Linked DNA regions of Mus musculus: regions 1, 2, 3, 4, 5 and 6 are each linked to region 7. Evidence: chromatin contacts called from public HiChIP or PLAC-seq, Micro-C and promoter capture Hi-C data. All regions are on one chromosome and are shown on one strand. The core of a region is the stretch at or near the end of the contact, and the rest is flanking DNA. Distances in the headings are between cores, read along the strand shown.

Region 1 (2,925 bases), core at 27-2,526, 980 kb before region 7:
ACAGAATCTTGTACCCTGCCCCCATTTCATTGAACCATAAACCACATTTTAACAAAAAGCTCGGCTTTCTTCTGATATAGGGTCTCCTGTAGAATCAACTGGTGATGCAGCTGAGAACCATCCTGAACTTCTGGCCCACCTGCCTCCTCCTGTGTGCTGGGATTTTGAGGATGCACCACCATGTAGTTGATGCAGTCTGGGGTTCAAGCCCAGGGCTTTGTGCACGCTATAACCTGAGTTACACCCCCAACCTGATTCTGAGGATTTTCAGTGCCTAGTTAAGTAGCACTATTCTATACCGTGGGTAGGAGATACCACATTGACAGAGGGTAGGTCTATAACATAGCCGAAGCCAGTGGTTTCTGAAAAGGTTCTCAACTTTTCTTTTCTTTTTTGGTTTTTCGAGACGGGGTTTCTCTGTGTAGTCCTGACTGTCCTAAAACTCACTTTGTAGACCAGGCTGGCCTTGAACTCAGAAATCCACCTGCCTCCGCCTCCCAAGTGCTGGGATTAAAGGCGTTTGCCACCACGCCCGGCTGATTCTCAACTTTTCAAAACTAAGTCCTATACAAACTGGATAAAACTTATTTCAGTACCTGGAGTTCTCTCAGCATGCAAAATCCCTTCACCTAAAAACATTTTCTGCGAATTACCAGGCTTCCTTAAAGAAAGGCACGGGCAAGTTAGTGCAGTTAAGTACTCGGAGTTGGGCCAAGCCAAGCTTTCACTCAGCTGGGTCACGTCTGGGGCCGCCCATGTCCTTGGAAGCGCGGAGCAACCAATACAGGCTTCTGGGGGTAGATGGGTGGGTGGGTGTGGGGTGCCTTATGCCACCGGCCCCGAGATGGGCTCTTAAAAAGTGGTTGGCGGCTTTCCCGCCGCGGATCGCTTATTTTTAAGGCTTGAAGACGCAGAATTGACGGAACTGTTTTGGATGGGCCATATCGGGGATCTCGCCGAGGCAGCAGCACTACGGAGCAAACAGCAAACACCTAACAGTTCGGACGGCCCTACGCGACCTTCGAACTCTGACCCCACGCCTTTCTCCTCCGCGCTTCCGCGTGCAGCTTCCGCTCCCGCTCCTCCGGGAAAAGGCCGCCTCCCCCAAGGGCGGGGCTCTAAGGCCGTCAGTTATGGGAGGTGCTGGTTTGAGGCGGGTCTCGCGAGGGCGGGATTTAAAGAGGCATTCTCGATTGGGTTGCCGGGCAGGGGCGGGGCCTGCAGGGTCTAGGTTGGGCGGGGCTGGGAGTTCGTAACCGCCTCTGGGTAACTGGACTCCGGCGATCAAACCTCCGGAGGCCGGGAGAGGCCTGCGGGCTCGCGGCACATCCCGGATCTGGAGTATCCCTGGCAGGAGCGGAGTCAGAGGGGCCGCGGGATCCTAAAGCCGGGCTGCAAAGAACTTGCGAACTTGGAGTAGAAGATCCCGGAACCCGGTAGTAAAATCGGGAAGTCCCGGATCGCGGAACGTAGCTCGCGGAGCGGACTCAACACGGAGACCGGAGGCCGGATCGCTGCACCGCGGGACGGGACAGAGTGATGTCCGGCCGTGGCGCGGGCGGGTTCCCGCTGCCTCCGCTGAGCCCCGGCGGCGGCGCCGTTGCCGCGGCCCTTGGTGCGCCGCCTCCGCCTGCGGGACCCGGAATGCTGCCCAGCCCGGCGCTCAGGGGCCCGGGGCCTTCTGGAGGCATGGGGGTACCGGGGGCCGCCGCCTTCCGCCCCATGGGCCCCGCTGGCCCCGCGGCGCAGTACCAGGTGAGGAGGGCAGGCGAGCGGCGCCGCGAGGGCGCTGTGTCGGTCTCCCTGGGGCCTCAGGTGAGGACAGGCGGCCCAGGGGACACTGCAGGAGGAACTGTCGAGGGCTGGTGGCGGGCAGGCCAGAGTCCCTTGGTTAGTGGCTCGGGGTTGGAGGCAGTGTTGGGGAAAGGGTGAAAGCCCTCTGCGGTGGAGGGCTTGAGCAGTTAGAGGAGTCCCGGGGCTTCTTGGCTCCGAGTAACTTAGAGATGGAGGCTTCGTGAGATCTAGAGAATTGTGGGCAATCAGGTTGAAAGTGTAAGACAGGTCCCGGAGTGGAGGTGAGGGAGTGACCCGGGATGTGGTGAGGAAAATTTGGAAGAGGGTCGTTAGTGAGAAAACAGGGTTACTCTTTCTTTGGCCTCGGTCCCACTGCATCTCTGCCTTGGCTTTCTTTCTTTCTTTTTTTTTTTTTTTTTCTTCCTAGTTGGGAACTGGCAGAGCGTTAGTATGTCTGAGATGGCTCCCAGCTGCTCAAGTTGAGGAGGAAGGAAGCCAGGCTTCCTACGAAATGGGAGACTAAAGAGATTGGGCCCAGATAACTCCAGGATAGATTAGAAATAGCTGTGTCCAGGTCTGAAGAAGGCCCGATCCCATTAACAGACCATTCAAGATATCCTCTGTACGGGGCTTTCCTTCTTGATGCCAGTGTCCAGTAAAGTTTGGAGGAGCAGGGAGGCTTTGTGGAGTCCTGCTGGTCTTGGGCTGCACAGGGTACTGCCCTGACCCTTCTGTCTTGGCAGAGAGCTGTCTCAGGTTGCAGCATCAAAGGCCATTGACAAGCAGAGACAGGACCCGTGGTCAGTGCATTGGGAACTCAGCCTGATTCTGCATGTGGCGCTCCTCATTCCCCAGAGCTCTGGTTCAAGTGGCTCCAGAATGTTTGGGAATTTTGTTTTGCTTTTGCATTTTGGTGCTGAGCATGGAATCCAGGCAGGGCTTTGCACGTGGCAGACGATTGCTGTATCAGGGAGCTGCACCTCCTTTCCTGGGGATTGTGCCCATCCTTCTCCCACATCCTTGTCACTTTTGTTACTTGCTTTTTGATACAGGGTCTCATATAGTCCAGGCTGGCTGTGTAGCCAAAGCCCACCTTGAACTCTTTTCTCTCAAGTGTCTGGCATTACAGTC
Region 2 (2,804 bases), core at 53-2,552, 770 kb before region 7:
TGATAAATATCTTTAACTTTTTAAATCGATTCTTTGTGAATTTCGCATCATGCACCCCAATCTCACACTGATCCTGTCATCCCTCCAGATCCATCCTCTCCACGCTTGCAGTCTCCCTCCCCTAAACAAAACCAAACCAAACCCATCCCTGATGTAGAAGCAGAAGCTGCGGTGTTGTGGAGTGTCACACTGGATATTCTTTTGTCCAAACAGCTTCACTTGCAAATGTCCATTGCCATGAATTATTGGTCTGGTTCGAGGCCTCCGGCTTCTGCCACACTTTCTTTTTTTGTTTTTTGTTTTTGTTTGTTTGTTTTTTGTTTTTTGTTTTTCGAGACAGGGTTTCTCTGTGTAGCCCTGGCTGTCCTGGAACTCACTTTGTAGACCAGGCTGGCCTCGAACTCAGAAATCCGCCTGCCTCTGCCTCCTGAGTGCTGGGATTAAAGGCATGCGCCACCTCGCCCGGCAAAATAAAACAAAGGTTCGGGAGCGGAAAAAGACCGGAACGACACGGGAACCCGCGACCGGCACCGACAGAACCAACTCGCGGAAATCGGGCAAGCCGGCCGCGCTGCCACACTTTCTTAAGGCGTATTTCTATGAAGTACCTTCTAACTATACCCTTAGATGAAGTCATTTTTATCTAAGGGCGGGTCTCTGAAGGTCTTTGAAAAGGAAAACAGGTATATCCAGTGTAAGTAAGTGCTTTGAGGGTTATGAGTAGGACAATTATGACAACTGGGGGTTGGGGGGACGGTCCTAAATGAAGCCTTAGGCACCTAAAGAGCTTCAGTGACCAGCAGTGAGGACTACCAGGTTCTCACCTTTAACCGCCAGGCGGATACTGAGAGTGAGTTTAGAGAAGATTCGACTCCTTTCCATGTCCTTGGGGCCCTTGATGTGCCGGACTTTAGACCACTTATTGTGTCCCGCCGAGGCCGTCGCGCTGACATGCAGCGTCCTGTGTGGCGCTGCACCACAGCCGGGGTTTGCATGCTGGGAGGCGCCCCAAGGACCCACGCGGAACCCGAGGCATCGCACACGAAAGCACGGGACAGCGGTCATTCTCAGGCTGGCGGCAGCCCAAGACATCATCTGCTTCGACAAGGGGCTGCGCGGTGCAAAGATGAGCAGCTAAAATCAGCCCGTCTAGTCCGGCCCCGGAACAACCCGGTCTGGACGTTCAGACCGCTGCTACAGCTCTCCAGAAACTCAGAGGTTCGGCTCTTCCTGACGCTGCACTGCCTTGAGTGACCGCGAAGGAGCCGGGCGCGGGGACCCTAAATGGTGCAGTACACTTCCTTTGCCCGGTCCGCCGCAAAAAGACGTTCCCGGATTCTGCAAAGTTGGTTCCGCTGCCTCGCGGTACTCGTTCCAACCCCGCCCCTGCCAGGAGTGACGCAACCCTTCTTTGCTCCCGGTTGCTTGGAAACGACAGATCACCTTCCCGGAGAGATTCAGGTGACTGACTTTCCTTCCTAACTGAGCAAGTCCAGAATAAGAATTGTTTGGTTGAAAAAGAAATATGTAGTTCAGTCGGTTCATTTTACAGATAAAGAAACCGCCGCCAAGGTTGCCTGTTTAAAAAAAGGAAGCAATAAACAAAAAAGTACTAAATGCTGGGCGTGGCAGGCCATGTCTGTGATTCCAGCACTTAAGAGGCGAAGGAAACCTTAGGACTTTGTCTCAAAAAAAAAAAAAAAGCAAAAACTTTAATTAAAACAAACAACGACAAAAAAAAAAAAAAAAAACAACCAAACAAAATAAGCCACTACCCCACCAGCCGACGAGAAGCGATTTGCCCAGTCATTTAAAACTTTCTGATTTAGATTTCATTTCTGTAAACAAGGATGGCATTGCCTGTTTTGCCAACCCATACTGGACAAAAGATCGGGCCAGCCTTTGAGTCAAACTGCTATCTTCGTTTTCCATCTGTTGTTTTAAAATTAGTTTAAGTATTTTTAATATATGTGTATGGTTGTTTTGACTGCATGTATGTCTGTGCGCTACATGTGTGCCTGGTGTTCTCAGATATTTATTTTACAGATAAAGAAACCGCCGCCAAGGTTGACATCAAGATAGCCTGGAACTGATGGTTGTGAGCTGTCACATGGAGAATCGAAATTGAACCTGGGTCCTCTGGAAGGGCAACCAATATCCTTAACTGCTGAGCTATTTCTCCAGCCCCTTCCACCATCGGTTCTCTTGGCAGAGAAAACAAGAGAAAAAGGACACTATGGAAAAATAAAGAAAAAATAATGTAGCAGCTGCTTGAAACTCTTTAAGAGCTCTCTAGGGGGGGGGTGAATTAAGTCTCAAGAGCGTAACACATTTAAAAAAGCAGGTCAGTGTGAAGGCAGTTTGAAGTCTTGCTCTCTAAAGTTAGGCTGGATGAATTCAAAGTGTGTTTCTGCCATTTAGTAGTGCAACCTTGGGCAAGTTCTTTACTTTCTGTTTCCTTCTACAATGGCCTTGAATAAGCAGGATGAGGGGAAGGGCACGGACACAGATTTTATATTATTTTTTAAAAGATTTATTTTATTATTATACATAAGTACACTGTAGCTGTCTTCAGACACACCAGAAGGCATCAGATCTCATTACTGATGGTTGTGAGCCACCATGTGGTTGCTGGGATATGAACTCAGGACCTTTGGAAGAGCAGTCAGTGCTCCTACCCACTGAGCCATCTCTCCAGACCCCAGATTTTATATTCTTAGTGGATATGTCCAAAATTAATCTACTTACCTTTCATTCTCATGTATGTCTATGGGAGGGCATTATGTTAGCTGTTAGATTATCCT
Region 3 (2,788 bases), core at 205-2,704, 960 kb before region 7:
AGAGAACCTGGGTTCGATTCCCAGCACCCACATGGCCGCTCACAACTTTCTATAACTCCACTTCTAGGGCATCCTACACTGTCTTCTGGCCTTCACAGGCAAATGTAGGGCACAGACATTGGATGCAAGCAAAACACCCAAACACATAAAACGAAAAACCTGGAAAAGCAAGCAAGCAAGCACACAAACAAAAAATCCTAACTAAACACTATTCCCATCAAAGAGATTATCAATCTACCTTACACAGCTTGGTACCTCCTGACTACAAAGGAGCTGGAGAGATGGCTCAGCAGTCAAGAGGGTTTCTTACTGCTTTTGCAGAGGGCCTGGGTTTAGTTCTCAGCACCTGTAGTAGCTCATAACTATTTGTACGTAACTCAAGTTTCAGGGGATCCACTGCCCTCTTCTGACTTGCACAGACATCTGTATATATGTGATACACATAAGCTTACGCAGGCATATATACATATACACATAAGAAACAGACAAGCAAAGAGCTGCAAACGAACAACATTGGAAAAGAACTCTTTGCTGCACTCCCAGTGGAAAAAGGACACAGAGAAATCTGCACCTACCAGCTCCCGTCCTCCACTAGCTCCCTTTGCTGTCTGTACTCACCTGGAGTTCTTCAATCTTGGACAGATAATATTGACGGAGTCCACTGCCTGCCTTCCCCTCTTCCAGTTCCATCTGAAGACAAGTGTAAGTGTTAAAAAAAAAAAAGAAGAAAAGAAAAGAAAAGAAAAAGAAAAGGCATAAAGTACTAAAGGGTAAAGCCAAAGTATTTTCGAGGCACTCTACCATATAGCTTAAGAAACAAGGTCAGGAAAATACCATTCCCTTTTCCTCAGAAACTGGTATCTCGATGGGCGAGGTCTGTGTGTTTGAACTTCGGAGGCTTAGTTCTTGGTTCTAAGCCTTCATTTCTGAATCCACTACAAGGATGCAATTACCGCCTACCTTCGAGGACTTTTAGGAGTCTCAAGGGGCCATATACCCACCGAGCGCACTGCCCTGTGGCTAGAGCTACACATCCCCAGGGTTTAACTACTACAGACAAAGGCAGAACAGAGGGACCAAGTCCAGGTCGAAGCCCAGGCCATTCCGGCTTGCCAGCTTCATTCAGTTTCCACCCACCCCTGTCCTGCTTTCCTCAGGGCGGCGCTGACACAGCAGATCCAGTCCCAGGCAGAGTCCGGTCTGACGTGATCCACCCACCCCTGATCCACTGGACCCTCTCGCTCGTGGCCACCCCTCACTTCAGATTTTGTGCACTCCACACTCAGCTTGGATGCCGCCCAGCCGCCGCGGCAGAATCCTTACCTGCTCTGGCCCATCAAGCGCCATCTTCCCTCTCTCGGCAGGGATCGCCGGCATCCAAGTCACTCTATCGCGCAGGCGCGGAGGCGAAAGCATGCGCCCTGGGTCACCACCGAGAACAGTTCCGGGTCAATGGGCGGGGTGTGTGGCGATACAAACACAGTGGCTGTATTAGTAGAGGCTCTACTGGAGGTCACTAGTTTTGTGAAGAGATATAGAACTTCTGGTTGATGCTTCCTAGCGTTTAGGATACGAGTTATTGCACTCTACTTCCTAGCCTCTACTTTTAACTTGTAAGGCCTGCTGACAAAAAAATTTTGGCCACACTCAAAATGGCGGAAATCATGACGCCAGGAATGTAGGAAACGCGCGCAGAAGCGGAAGTACGATTACTGCCTACATGTGCTGCTTCCTAAGAGTTGAAAACCTGCGGAGTTAAGGGCTATCTAACGTCTGGGTAAGTGATTGCTCCACCGCCTGAGGAACCGAAGCGAGATCCAGTGCTCGGAAAGACGATCTCACCTTTTTCTTTCTCCCCAGAGTGAGTGATACTCCCCCATCCCGCCATGGGCAAGAAAGGCAAAGTAGGCAAGAGCCGGCGGGACAAGTTCTATCACTTGGCCAAGGAGACTGGTGAGTGGGTTCGCGCTGAGGAACAACATCCCCGTCTTTTCGCTTCTTCTAGTCCCGAGTTCCTTTTCCTTCGAGGGGGTTATGGGATTGTGAGGCTTTCCTCCTGGGAAAGGCCTCCGTAGACGGTATTGCCTTATACACCCACTCTCCACGATCCAGGTTATCGTTCGCGCTCTGCCTTCAAACTGATCCAGCTCAATCGCCGCTTTCAGTTCCTGCAGAAAGCCCGGGCCTTGTTGGACCTGTGTGCTGCGCCTGGCGGATGGTAACGTTTGGCAGGGGCTGCTATGATGACACGTTCCTGGCACTGGTTGGCTTTGAGTTGCTTTTCGGGGAGGATGGGAATCCGATTACACAATTCAGATTAAATATTCCATAGTATGTGTCTCTCTCAAATTTTGGAAGGGAGCGTCATTTTCCCCCTCTTGTGGTACTGAACCTAAGGACTTAACTCATGCTAAGGACTTAACTCATGCTAGGCAGCCCCTCCACCACCGAGTTATATCTCCAATTGCTTTATTTTGAGACAGGGACGCTGAAAAATTGCCAAGGATGGCCTTGAACTTTTGGTCTTAATCTCTTGCCCTCCTTAGTGGCTGGTAATGCAGCCCTGTGTTGCCATGCCCAGCAGGTTGCTTCTTGAATGTATGCATAGACATTTGGCCACTACACTTAACAGGTGCCTCTTAAGGGGATGAGAAGTCACCTTGCCAAGGGAGGATGAAAGGTATTTAAATCTGTCTCTTTCACAGGCTGCAGGTGGCTGCCAAGTTTATGCCTGTATCCAGTCTTATTGTAGGTGGGTGACTCTTGGGTATTTGAGGGGGAGGGGTGG
Region 4 (2,744 bases), core at 183-2,682, 870 kb before region 7:
GGCGTGGGCCCACAGTTAGCTGCTTTCGATCCTTCCTCCTCCTAGCTAACTGCTGACTGTGGTAGCTTTCTCCAGCTCTGCCCACAGATGGTCCCAGCAGGGCGGGCTGCCAATCAGTGCCCCGGAGCAGCTGCCTGGTGTCCCTAAGGGCTTCACCCTTCTTGTACAAAACAGCTCCCTTGGAGAATCTGATGATAGGTGTGGATAATTTTTCCTAGGAAGAGTCACCCCTAGTTGTGGAGGAACACCCATTACGAAGTCCAGGCTGAGCCTCAGTGCAGGCAAACATCGACCTGAGGCTGAGGGAGAAAAGCGAAGCTCAGCGTGGGTGCATTAGCACCACAGTGGGGCGCGGGTGGGGATGGGTGATGCTGCCTGCTGCCTCCCTGTTCCCCTGCCAGGCAGGAGGCGGTAAGTTGTTCTGTTCCCTGACACGCGTGGGCCTGCGCTAGAGCCACCAGTTTTATTCCTGTTACAGGGGTGTGGAAATATGTCGCCGAGGGCTGTGTGAAGACAGTCTCCAGCTGGGCTTCAGGCAAAGCCCTCAGCAGAAGTCTGTGCCCTAGATGCTGCTGCCTAGAGTCCTTCCCCTCAACCTGCTGTGCAGTGGGCTGGGGCGGAGCGGCAAAAGCAGCTCTTGTTGCACTTTGTTCTCTAAACAACTCCAGCCTAAATGGCTCTCTGCTCCCTTCGGTGGAACAAGGTGTGCTTGATGCAAGGAAGTGGGTCCTTTCAGATAGGGGCTTGACCTGGGCCATGGCAAGGCCCGAGGTTACTAATCCCACAAAATCTGGTCACAGAAACCATTTAGGATGTCGAGCTTAAGGGGGCTGGTGATTTCGGAAACCACAAGGCTGCAGTTCTCGGATAGCGGATCTGTCACACCCCTTCAGTAGTGACATGGGCCCACCGCCGGCTCCCTTGGCCTAACATCGGGGTATACGGAGGGACTACGAGCCGCCTCCATCTTCCTCTGTAGGACTCCGTGGCTGCCAGTGGACCTGCCTCCCGAGTCCCCACAGTGGGGTGCCTCAAACTACTGGGTCTTAAGAGCGCAAGAAGGGGGCGGAGCTAATGGGACTGCGTTCACAACGGCTAACGGGTAAACCGAGGCAGTAAAGGCCCAGGCCATTTCTGAAGGTCCGCGCCGGAAGAGCCTTGCGTGTCGATCGCAGGCTGAACTCGTCTCCTCCCGAGATCTGCGATTCGGTCCCCGCCGTCGTCCCTTCTCCACGAGCGGCAGAGGAGGTTGGCTCCGGGAGGCGGGAGAGCGCGGGCTGTGAAAGCGATGTGGGGGCAGACAAAGGCGGGGGGACGGCGAGCAAGGGAAAGACAAAGCACAGAGGGGGGTCGGCGGCGGCTTCTCCCGGAGGCGGCCCCGGGCGCGCGGAGCCAATGGGCGGGCGCGGGGCGGGGGCCGGCGGGGGCGGCGCCGCGGTGAGGCGGCGGCTGCCGCTCGGGGACCACTGGCAGCGGCGGCAGCTCGCGCCCGCGCCACTTGCACCCGAGGCGGTCCCGCAGCGACCGACCCCCGCCCCGCGGCGCAGGCCGGGCCCGGTGAGACCCACGGCGGCCGGGGGGAGGGGCGCGGAGCGTTGCGGGGCCGACGCCGCCTGGCGGTTCGCGCGTTGCGCTCGCGGGGATCCCGAGGCTCGCGTCGGTCCCGTAGGGCCGGCTCGTGGTGGGGTGGGGTTTCGGGGTCTGGGGTCCCGAAGAGCGGGCGCGGGAGGCAGCGCAGCCTGGCCAGGCAGGAGGTCGGGCCCAGCACTGTCTAGGGGCTGGACGTCTAAGCCCGGTGAGGGGGCGCGCGGGTCTGGCGGTACCCTGCCCAGACCTCTGCTGACCTCCCTTCATCCCAGGCGGGGTCTCTGCCTGTGCTTCCCACAGGCAAAGACCGTGGAGCCCCTGTCCCCGGCCACTCTCGCTAACTTTGTTCTGTCTCCACATATGTTTCCACTCAGGGACCCCCTAACCCTTGGGGGCTGTATGAGGGGCGGGTAGGCTGTTGGGGGTGGGTGAGGGGCGGAAGTGGCAAGACCCAGAGCAACAGGAAATGACTTAGGGAAAGTCCCAACCGCAGCCCCCCAACCCCCTGCCTAAAAACACCCCAGCCTGCAGAGTGGGGGAGGGCTCATGGGGCCCCACTGACTGACTTCCCCTTGCAGAACCCTCTTGGCTCGGCATCTCCTCCAGGGCCACCAAGCACCTCTGAAGAGCCATGTTCCAAGCTGCCGGAGCCGCCCAGGCCACCCCCTCTCATGTAGGTGTCCAGCCAGGTGGGGAGGAGTCAAGGGGACAAGAGCAGCTTGTTTGCTTGGCACCTTGTGCCACCTCGAGTGCCCCTGGGATGTGGGCTGGGCCACCGGAGAGCTGACCCCTCTGACTCTTCCTCTTCCCCCAGGAAGCCAAAGGCAGCAGTGGCAGCAGCACGGTACAGCGGTCTAAGGTAGGGTCCTAAGGGTGGGTGTGGGCAGAGGAAAGGGTCGGCGCTAACCCGGCTTCTTGCTAAGTGTACTCTGCTCCTACTCCACAGTCCTTTAGCTTGCGGGCTCAGGTGAAGGAGACCTGTGCAGCCTGCCAGAAGACTGTGTACCCGATGGAGCGGCTGGTGGCAGACAAGCTCATTTTCCACAACTCTTGTTTCTGTTGCAAACACTGCCACACCAAACTCAGGTGCGCTCCTGCCCTGTCCCGGCCTGCCCACCTACTTGCCCACCCTTACCCTACCTTCCCGCCCTGCCCCA
Region 5 (2,926 bases), core at 64-2,563, 790 kb before region 7:
AGCAAAATATATTTAAAATGTCACACATTCCTTAGCTAAGTCCAAGACTTTTTGATAAAGAACCAAAATTATGCAAAATATATATAAAACAGCTCAAATATTTTGTAGAAGGCATTAAAAAAACTTTTCTTAGATTACATCTTCACAGGAGAATTACAAATACTGACAAAAAGGAAATGATTTCATAGTGATCCTTTTATGTACCGAATGCCTCTTTCAAAAAGTTACATAGTTGCAGGGGTAGCGCAGGATAAATATAAAAGCCGGGTTTTTCCAAAAGTAGGGTTTGAGTTATAACCCTCAGCGCTCAAGGATTCTTAACTTCCAGTAATCTGCGAGGAGCGCAGCTCGCATTTCTCAAGCCTGCTATTGCTAACAGGGATCCGCGTCGAATAGCGTCGCAGTGGATGCCCCGCATACCCTCCCCCCGCGTCCCCCTCCCCCGCGCAGGAGAGCGCACAGAGCTCCAGAGCAAAGCCCCGGGAACTCACAGGCCAGCCTGTGTGAGCAAAGGGAAGGAAATGACACAGGCAGGAAAAAAAAAAAAAAAAAAAAGCAAATCAAGGAAAAGACACAACAGCAGCTGGGCCTGCACCAGGCTCCAGCCCCGGCCCCACACTGAGCTCCGGCTCCCCCACCCTCAAGCTCGCGCGCCAGCTCGCTGGGGACCGCAGTGGGCCGCCCGACGGGCCTCGGTCCCGCAGACCCCTCCCCGGGATACGCCGGCCGCATGCCCGGAAAGAGAGTTGCCGAGTGGGTTTGGCCGGTAGGGCACCCCCGGAGGTAGCCAGAACGGCGCCCCGATCGAGGCACCGCGGAGAGGCGAGCGGTCCGCGATCCTCAGCCCCGGGCCCGGCGAACTGTCCATGCCTTGTCAGGCGGCGGCCCAGGGTCCTCCTCCCCTCAGCCTGGGGCGGGGCGTCGCGAAGCAGCGCGGGCACAGGCCGGGGCGGTGGCGGTACTCACCCATGGTGGCGATGGCGGAGGCGGCGGTGGCGACTACAGCCCAGAAGTGTCACCTCCGCAGCCGGGGCTGCATGCCGGGGGAGCGGGCGGCGGGGACGGCAGCGGGCCTGGCTCCGCGCGGGGGCCGTGGGCTGCGCTCGGGGCCCCCGCCGCCTCCCCAGGCTCCGGCTCCGGCCGCGGCCGGGCGCTGTGGCATGAGCAGGTTGGCCCGCTACATCCCCGGCGCTCCCAGGCTCGGCCCAACCCGGCCTCGGCGGCGCCACTCGACCGGGCCGCCTGCGAGTCCTGAAGTCCAGAAGACGCTCCGACCGGCCACTGTTCTCCACCTCAGGAACGCTCCGAAAAACAAACCGCTGGGCGCGCAGCAAGCCTTGCAGCCTGTCACTCATGCCAGCATCTGCCAATCGCATGCAGCCGCTGGGCCTTGGCACTACCCCCACTCTCATTACCAGCCAATAACCAGGAGGAAGTCAGATACTCCCGCCTCCTCCTCCCCGCTCTCTCCCAACGCCCTCACTCTCATCCGCCAGCTAATCACGACGGACCAATCCCGCCTACTCTCACAGGATGCCAATGGGCGAAGTCAAGGCGATTTCCGAGGGCTGGCTAGAGCCTGCCAATCACTGAGACAGCGCCCGTCCTCTCGCGCCTAGCCAATCACGGAGAGAGCGCTGAGTACCCGCCGCGGAGTGTCGCTAGCTGGCGCTCTCAGCCTCTCTGGCCAAGGTGTGGGCTGCTCCAATCACTGCTCCGGCTTGAGGCTCCGCCCACAACCCTCTGCTCAGTTGCGGAACCCTCGGCGGGCGCGCGGGCTGGCGCCGTTCCCCTCGGCGGCTACCCCGGCCTGGCGCCTTGCAAAGTCGTCTTCTGTAGAGGCCCTCAGAAAAAGAAAACCTTCGGCCCTATGGTTGTCGGTTGTTGGCGACCTCGAGGTGCTGAGGTGTCCGGCCCCTGCTGGGGCAAAGTGTCTGGCGCGGATTGGGCAGGGAAGGTTTGGCTCGATGCTTTCAGGCTACTTGAGCTGCGCGATACCCTGAGTAGCCTCGGCTTACAGGCAGGGGGATGGTCTTGTTACTTCTCTCATCCCCCTGGGTCTCAGACCTCCGAGGCCACACCTGATACTCCGTCTTCAAAGGCTAGGCTAGTGCTGGAATGTGGGTCCCCACATTCTGAGTTCTGCTAGAGTTGCTTTTGGACAAGTTTTGCTCTTAGAATTATAAAAGCGAGACACGTTTTTAAAAGAAAACTTAAAAGTGCAGGAAAACAGAAAGAAAAGCCCTACCCTGAAGATAGTTTTATCTATTTCCTACCTAGATATGCAACGTTAGACAAAAAATAACTTCATATTGTTTTCTGGTGTGCTTACACTTTTGTGCTTCCTGTGCCACTAAATATTGTCTCAAAACAATTGTACTGGCTGTGTGATCTTTCAAAAGAGCATTGTGATTAACTTTTTCAACCTCCATTGTTTCAATAATTCATACACCCAGTCTTAAGATTCCAACTCTACCACAGTTAGTGTGGCTTCCCTTTCTCTGGAGACAGTTCCAATGACATATTTCAGATTCCAGAAAAATCTGATGCCATTTTCAGTTGTCATTTAGAAACACTTACCTTAGGAGGTGGCTTTGGAGTATCAGATCTCTTAAGGAGTGTCTTACGCAATTCTTTTTCTTCATCCCCACTCTCAACCCATACTATTAACTTTATTGTCCTCTCTCTCTCTCTCTCTCTCTCTCTCTCTCTCTCTCTCTCTCTCTCGTGTGTGTGTGTGTGTGTGTGTGTGTGTGTGTGTGTGTACGAGGTGTTTGTTGTTTGAGACAGAGTCTCTAACCTAGACTGTCCTGGAACTTTTTTTTTTGTTTTTTTGTTTTTTTGTTTTCCGAGACAGGGTTTCTCTGTAGTCCTGGAACTTCTTTGTAGTCTGGTCTGAAACTCACAGATCTATCTGCCTCTACCC
Region 6 (2,785 bases), core at 187-2,686, 900 kb before region 7:
CAACATATGAAAAAATAAAAACCGAAGCTTGACACCTTTTCAGGTATTGCTTTCCCTAATATTCTGGATTCCAAAGACCATGTGAACTGGCAGAAACTGCATTTTCCTCCAGTCCCCTTGCTTTTTGTGAGTTCGTGATGTTTGTTTGATGATGAAATGTGGTGAGACTGAGAACAAATTTGGCATGTTAAACGCACTAGGCAAGGTTACAGCTGTGTGTAAAACATTGAGATCTTCAGGTGAGGGTAGTGTGCGTTTCCAAGTTCCTGTATGATGTGGCCAAACTTAAAATTCTTGGAAGTTAGTCGACTGGTATAAATCTGAGACAGGAAAAAAAACAAGTATTCATTACTTGACAGTATGTACACAGATGTATTGGGCCCTCACTCCACAGTAACTGAAGTGACTAAAAATCACTTCATGATAAAACGGAGTCCTCATTTTATTAGTCCTATATGGTTTGGCCCCTGCTGTCTTTTTTCATAAAGGCAAACTCATCACAGGTTTCTGCTAATAGAGGACATACCACCAAGTCTTTAATCCCATCCCAGCAGAGGCAGAGGGAAGCTGATCTGAAGGCCAGTCCAGACTACATGCGACACTATCTCAAAAATACCTCACTACCAAAAAATAGTTATGAAGCACTTAGGGACAAAAAAAAAAAAAAAAAAAACCCCAACAAAAAACAAACCATAGCTCTCGTTTAGTTGAGCTATTTTCTGTGCTTTAAGGAGAAGGAACTTTGGGCACAAAGGGTAAGTTTCCTCTTTGTTGTTCTATTGCCTGAGACTGACCCAAGAAAGACTTGTTTTTCAATTGGAGTCCTACCAGGTGAAATGGCACCTGGGATTTGGGAACCGCAGAGTGTGGGATGAGGGGTGGGAATACCCCTGGTAGCCAAGTCAATAGCTATAGTTAGCCCTTGCCCCTTTTCTTGCTGCTGGGTTAGGAGGGGTACAGAGACTCGAGGGAGACTCTAGGGTCCTTTGGAACTGCAACAATGACAAGGTCTTTCGCTTCCACATACGTGGGGAAACCTGCCTTCGTCCTAGATAAGGAACGACCTCAGCAAAGGGGAAAAAAGACTAGTTAATAACTCTCTCCCTGACGAAGCGACTGCGGGTCTAGCATGTCCGGTAACGGTAACGTGGGATGGAAGCAGAAGCTCTCTCTGGGGAAAAGCGGAGCTTCCTCCACTGGGATGGGTGGGGTGAAGCGAGGCGAGACGAAGCAGAGTCCTTAGTGGGCAGGGGGTAAGGCGGAGCATCTTCTGAGAACCGGGCAAGGCAGGACTTCCTCTGCTGGAGGCAAGAGGCGGAGCTCCCTTCTTGGGTGGGGCAAAGCAGGGCTTCTCCGTAGGGGAGGGGCGGGACTTCCTCCGTGGGGCGGGAGTAGGAGGGGCTTGTTCCGTGAAGGGGAGGGGCGAGGCTCGGCCAGTCTCCCTGGGTCCCTCCACTGCGCATGTCACGTTGCGTACCTCCCTCCCAGCAACCGGCCTGGCGGCAGCGCGGCTACAAAACTGAGGAGGCGGAGCCGAGACGGAGTCGGTACTGCGCTCTGACTCCTAGACCAGGTACCCGGTGGCGGAGCCGCCTGGTGCGCTCCCAGGGATAATCCCTCTTGCCAGACTCCGAGTCCGTGTCCTCGGGGGTGAGCCTCAAGTGGCCATCCCGGCTCACCCTCGCCCTCCTCTGGCCCTCATTTAACCTGGGTTCTGGGTTCCCGCATTGAGGTTACAGCCTGAGAGCAAAATTAGGCTTGGGCCTGGCTGGGGAGATGCTGAGCAGAGTTGCCGGACCGGAGAGGCTAGCTACCGCATGGCCTCCCCACCTTTTCCGGGGCTTCCAAATGGGGTTGAGTTCTCATACGGAAGCAAGATCAGAGCTATTCTCTGCTTTGGTCAAAACGAAGAGTTTCTAAATGTGTTGTCTTAAGTGTCCCAGCAGTTTTGGGGACCGAGTATGGTGGCGGAGAGTGAGCATGACAGAAGGGGAGTGGCTAAATAAAATTGTTCATAATTTTAGGAAATAGATAACTTCTCAACTCAGTCTTCTGCTAAGACCCTAAGGTACTTCAATTTGACCCCTTTCTCCCAGACGGTTGGACTCGGTCTTACTGAAATACCCGTTGAAGTAGAACTATGTTCCAGTGTTTGGATGGGTCTTCATGATAGTTGATAACCTTATCCGGAGGTACCCAACACCTGAGACTGACTCAGATCCTTGAGGGTTGATTAACCAAATTTGAGACTGTGGGCGTGGCTCAGCGCCTGAGTTCTTGATTAACATCAGTGCGGACTTGCTTTCCATTCTCCACACTACCAAAAAGAAAATTGCTAACTTGCTTCTGCCGTAGTGCAGGAACTTAATAGTTTAACCATTAGTTATAGTACGGAAACTGGTCAACTCTCTTCACCCTTTAATTAGGTTTCTTAGAAGATTTTTTGGCTGGGTTTATAGTTGTGACCTCCGACATAAAGTTTGGAGGACCAGCGGTAAAAATAGAAGAAAAAAAAGTCTGTCAGAACAAGTGAATTCTCCTATCGGTACCTGTTGTAGTGGGAGAGATAATGAGGCGATAGTATGGTTGGGTGGTTGGAGAGGTGTCTCTGTAGATAGGAAGATATGCTGCCGTCTCCAGAACTCATGTAGAGAGCCATGTGTGGCCATGAGCCTGTGACAAGAGAAACACCAGAGCTTGCTGGCTGTCAGCCTGTGTCCAGAGTGATAGAGTAGAATACACAATGTCCTTTAGCTTCACCAAGCATAGAAACAGGTACACACAT
Region 7 (2,891 bases), core at 10-2,509:
TTAAACATAAAAAGGGGATGTGGAGGCAACACCCAGCACATTTTTTAAAATTCTGAGTGCCTCTGCCCCCCAAGATCTACCCTATCAATGTTTATGAGTGTTCAGGTTCTTGTCGAGGGACCTGTCTGACCTCACATTTCAGATAGTTCTAAAATAACGACGACGACGACGACAACAACAACAACAACACAACAACAAAAAAAAACATACAGAAAAGAGAAGGGTGCAGTTTGGGGGGCTTGTGTGGTTGGTCTTCTGTGGGTTGTGGTTTGTATCTTTAGAAACTCTTTTGCACCAAAGACTGTCCACTCTGGAGAAGTGCCAATTTGATCAGAATTGAACACACAAAGTGAGAAACGAACACACACACACACACACACACACACACACACACACACACACACGCACGCACGCGCATTCGGTTCTCCTGGCACAAAACTGTTCCACAGGGTTACGATCGAACGGTGCATAAGTCCTCTGCCACAAGCTGTCCTTAAAGACCAAGTAAGAAAACATAAAGACCCCATTGCCAGACGCTGAACAGACTGACCCCTCACGTACAGAGTAAGAAACAATGCGCCTCTGGCTCTCTGGTTGTATATCAAGGTACCCAGACCAGCGCGGGGCGAGCGCCGGGGGTCCGGGTGGCCCGGACACCAGCCCTCCCTCTCCCTCCCAGGCCGCGGTGCCTTGGCTCCCCTCCCCCGCCGCCTGCCACATCTGGTTCCACTCAGGTCCTCCCCCACCTCCAGGCGCGCTCCTCCTCCCATCTCCTCCCTTGCTCCCAGAAAAGTGGAGACGAATTTAAAAAATCCAGTCACACACACACACACACACACACACACACACACACACACACACACGCACACACACGCGTGCGCGCGCACACACACACACACACACACACGCACGCACGCACTTCTTCAGAAAAGATGGGAGAAAAAAAGGAGGGAAAAGTCAAGAGGCCCGACTCCCGAAGTTGGCCAAGTTGGCAGCGCCTTACCCAGGAGGGCGGCGGCGGAGTCCGCCGGGTGGCCGAGACGCAGTCCCCCGAGAAGCAAGACGCAGCGCAGCAGGTGACGAGGCCAGGGCGCGAGGGCAGGTCGGATGGGTACCATCCCTGCGGCGCTCGGAGGACGAGAGTACGGAGGGCGCACGGCAGGGCTGCGTGCAGAGACAGCCCTAGCGCTGTGCTCAGATGACCGCCGGCGAGGGGATCGCATCCTCCTCCGGGTCCGGACGAAGTGATGCCTCCCGGAGAGGAGGAGGGAGGAGGCAGGCCCCGCAGAGGGAGGGCGGAGGGAGGAGCGCAGAACCCTGGAGGAGGGTTTGAGGGGCAGAGGGGAAGGGAAGCGGGCAGCGTGGGAGGGGACGGAGGAGGCGCGGGGGCGCAGGGCTGGGGACCCGGCCGCAAGGGAGTGCGTGTCGGGAGGGAGAGGAGGCGAAGGCTGGAGAAGAGGATCAGCGAGGTCCACAAGGATCCCAGTGTGCGCTCTTTATCTTCCCCTATTCTGCTTCTTAATTCCTTCCCGCCTTGTCTACCCTCTCTTTTCAGACCGGGCCTGGAGCCCCAGACGCTGCGTCACAGCTTCTCCTGCTGGCGCGAGAGGCGAAGCAACTGCAAAACTTTCCGCAGAACTTCACCGCGTGGCGAAGCCTGGGCTGCTGCGAGGCCTGGCCAGCCGAAGGATGGGATGCGCGACTGACTCAGGTGGCCAGTCTTGGGCCCCCAGCATCCCCTCCATCCAGCCTCTTCTGCCAGGTTTTAGGCGCTGAGCATCAGCTATTTCCTTTCCTAAGACCCCCCTCCCCTATTTCTGATGGGGAAGAGGAGGAGCTCAGAACTCCGCGCCACCCGTGCGGAGGTTGGGGGAGGGGAAGGTAGAGCTCCTGTTGCTTGTGAGCAGCGCAAACAATTCTTGATCATCTTGTTTCAGCATGTGTGACTCCTGTGTCAGTGTCCCTGGCACAAAGAATGTAACACTTGAGTTGATAGGGGCCGCTGTATCCAGAGACCTGGGACAAAAGCGGTCCACTGGATGTCCCAGAAGACCTACATCATTCCCACCAGCTGGGCTGCTGGCCGGTAGCAAAGAACAAAACGGAAATTTCATGAAGACAATCCAGTTACTTAGCATTATGCAACAGGTCAGATGGCAGAGCAAAGCACTGGGCTGAGAATCTGGATTTTGGAGAGCAGCCGACACCTAACCTCTGATTTCCCAGTCTTGAAAGTGATGCTTGGGAGCTCCAGCTGAGAACAGGCTTGAGATTTCTGGAGTCCAACAGCACAAAGCAGACTCACCTTCTCCCATCACAAGAGATCAAAACACTGTAAAACTGTAATATAAGTTTTATTGTTTCCTGGACTGGCCACTGAGGGGCTTTTTTTTTTTTTTTTTTTTTTTTTTTTGAAATAACAAACATGACTTTTCATGACTCCTGTTGTAGGTACTCTTTCTGTATCTCTGCAATAAAGGCTCTGCTCCAGGGAGGCTCCACCTTAGCCCTTCTGAACTCTGCCAACTGAGATTCTTGGCTTAATATAGCCCACTGATTGCAGGTCCCCAAAAGGAGCACCTGCAGGCCCCTGGAAAGGTTCTGCTAGCCACAGCCCTGACTGTCAGCCAAGTGAACAAAACCCCTTACCCTAAGGCTAACTTGAGCAGGGTTGCAGATTGGCTTCTGGAAAGTGTTCACAGCTTCACTGGCCCCATGGAGCCTCTCTTCTTGGTTTGACATGTCTTGGGATCCTAAGGTCCTGTACACAGCTGGCTATGCTAGGGCTGTCTTCTCCTGACACCTCCCTCCTTACAAGTCTTGTCATCCTTGAGGGATTTGAGAACCTGCCAGCTATGGATGAGCTGCACTTCCCTATCTGAGCAGCCTAA

Evidence for each region. Promoter capture Hi-C pulls out the DNA fragments that hold promoters and counts their contacts. A called contact is a pair of places that touch in the nucleus more often than the background predicts. HiChIP or PLAC-seq counts read pairs in DNA pulled down with a chosen protein or histone mark.
Region 1: a promoter capture Hi-C map of hippocampal neurons shows a contact between it and region 7, with 3 times the contacts expected there. The contact joins the promoter of Smarcd2 here to the promoter of Mrc2 in region 7. A contact is called at or near these places in 5 of 39 promoter capture datasets (cranial neural crest, embryonic stem cells, frontonasal cranial neural crest and 2 more) and 2 of 115 datasets of contacts at active chromatin or transcription factors (the NIH/3T3 cell line and astrocytes).
Region 2: a contact with region 7 is called in an H3K4me3 HiChIP or PLAC-seq map of embryonic forebrain, with 6 times the contacts expected there. The contact joins the promoter of Taco1os here to the promoter of Mrc2 in region 7. A contact is called at or near these places in 13 of 39 promoter capture datasets (the 3T3-L1 cell line, cranial neural crest, embryonic stem cells and 5 more), 8 of 115 datasets of contacts at active chromatin or transcription factors (the NIH/3T3 cell line, astrocytes, craniofacial prominence and 5 more) and 2 of 9 other capture datasets (adipose tissue and embryonic stem cells).
Region 3: an H3K4me3 HiChIP or PLAC-seq map of fetal liver shows a contact between it and region 7, with 4 times the contacts expected there. The contact joins the promoter of Ftsj3 here to the promoter of Mrc2 in region 7. A contact is called at or near these places in 5 of 39 promoter capture datasets (cranial neural crest, embryonic stem cells, hippocampal neurons and 1 more), 6 of 115 datasets of contacts at active chromatin or transcription factors (the NIH/3T3 cell line, embryonic forebrain, embryonic stem cells and 2 more) and 2 of 9 other capture datasets (embryonic stem cells and pancreatic islet).
Region 4: a contact with region 7 is called in a promoter capture Hi-C map of embryonic stem cells, with 6 times the contacts expected there. The contact joins the promoter of Limd2 here to the promoter of Mrc2 in region 7. A contact is called at or near these places in 8 of 39 promoter capture datasets (the 3T3-L1 cell line, cranial neural crest, embryonic stem cells and 3 more), 1 of 484 Hi-C or Micro-C datasets (embryonic stem cells), 5 of 115 datasets of contacts at active chromatin or transcription factors (embryonic forebrain, embryonic limb bud, embryonic stem cells and 2 more) and 1 of 9 other capture datasets (embryonic stem cells).
Region 5: an H3K27ac HiChIP or PLAC-seq map of embryonic stem cells shows a contact between it and region 7, with 8 times the contacts expected there. The contact joins the promoter of Map3k3 here to the promoter of Mrc2 in region 7. A contact is called at or near these places in 14 of 39 promoter capture datasets (the 3T3-L1 cell line, 3T3-L1-derived adipocytes, cranial neural crest and 6 more), 1 of 484 Hi-C or Micro-C datasets (embryonic stem cells), 16 of 115 datasets of contacts at active chromatin or transcription factors (the NIH/3T3 cell line, astrocytes, craniofacial prominence and 9 more) and 1 of 9 other capture datasets (embryonic stem cells).
Region 6: a contact with region 7 is called in a Micro-C map of embryonic stem cells, with 5 times the contacts expected there. The contact joins the promoter of Strada here to the promoter of Mrc2 in region 7. A contact is called at or near these places in 4 of 39 promoter capture datasets (cranial neural crest, hippocampal neurons, liver and 1 more), 1 of 484 Hi-C or Micro-C datasets (embryonic stem cells), 4 of 115 datasets of contacts at active chromatin or transcription factors (the NIH/3T3 cell line, astrocytes and embryonic stem cells) and 1 of 9 other capture datasets (embryonic stem cells).

What each region holds. Positions count from the first base shown.
Region 1 is chr11:106,271,323-106,274,247 of GRCm38.p6, reverse strand. Smarcd2 (SWI/SNF related, matrix associated, actin dependent regulator of chromatin, subfamily d, member 2) reads left to right here and starts at 1,276. Exons shown (of 13, transcript NM_001130187.1): 1 at 1,276-1,755. The coding sequence starts at 1,540. It also overlaps a transcript of Tcam1 not described here.
Region 2 is chr11:106,064,539-106,067,342 of GRCm38.p6, reverse strand. Taco1os (a long non-coding RNA gene) reads left to right here and starts at 1,302. Exons shown (of 3, transcript XR_003949781.1): 1 at 1,302-1,461; 2 at 2,047-2,804. Taco1 (translational activator of mitochondrially encoded cytochrome c oxidase I) reads right to left here and starts at 1,252. Exons shown (of 5, transcript NM_027346.2): 1 at 825-1,252. The coding sequence starts at 1,095.
Region 3 is chr11:106,254,750-106,257,537 of GRCm38.p6, reverse strand. It overlaps Ftsj3 (FtsJ RNA methyltransferase homolog 3 (E. coli)), which reads left to right and starts at 1,454. Exons shown (of 21, transcript NM_025310.3): 1 at 1,454-1,777; 2 at 1,861-1,953; 3 at 2,113-2,218; 4 at 2,706-2,752. The coding sequence starts at 1,887. Psmc5 (protease (prosome, macropain) 26S subunit, ATPase 5) reads right to left here and starts at 1,353. Exons shown (of 11, transcript NM_008950.1): 1 at 1,324-1,353; 2 at 619-690. The coding sequence starts at 1,347.
Region 4 is chr11:106,158,864-106,161,607 of GRCm38.p6, reverse strand. It overlaps Limd2 (LIM domain containing 2), which reads left to right and starts at 1,432. Exons shown (of 5, transcript NM_172397.4): 1 at 1,432-1,557; 2 at 2,166-2,260; 3 at 2,402-2,446; 4 at 2,534-2,673. The coding sequence starts at 2,219. Gm10840 (collagen alpha-1(I) chain) reads right to left here and starts at 2,220. Exons shown (of 2, transcript XM_030246469.1): 1 at 2,150-2,220; 2 at 449-1,848. The coding sequence starts at 2,220. The coding sequence ends at 1,047.
Region 5 is chr11:106,082,974-106,085,899 of GRCm38.p6, reverse strand. It overlaps Map3k3 (mitogen-activated protein kinase kinase kinase 3), which reads right to left and starts at 1,313. Exons shown (of 16, transcript NM_011947.4): 1 at 967-1,313. The coding sequence starts at 970.
Region 6 is chr11:106,192,254-106,195,038 of GRCm38.p6, reverse strand. It overlaps Strada (STE20-related kinase adaptor alpha), which reads left to right and starts at 1,436. Exons shown (of 13, transcript NM_001252448.1): 1 at 1,436-1,573.
Region 7 is chr11:105,291,014-105,293,904 of GRCm38.p6, reverse strand. It overlaps Mrc2 (mannose receptor, C type 2), which reads right to left and starts at 1,259. Exons shown (of 30, transcript NM_008626.3): 1 at 1,004-1,259. The coding sequence starts at 1,118.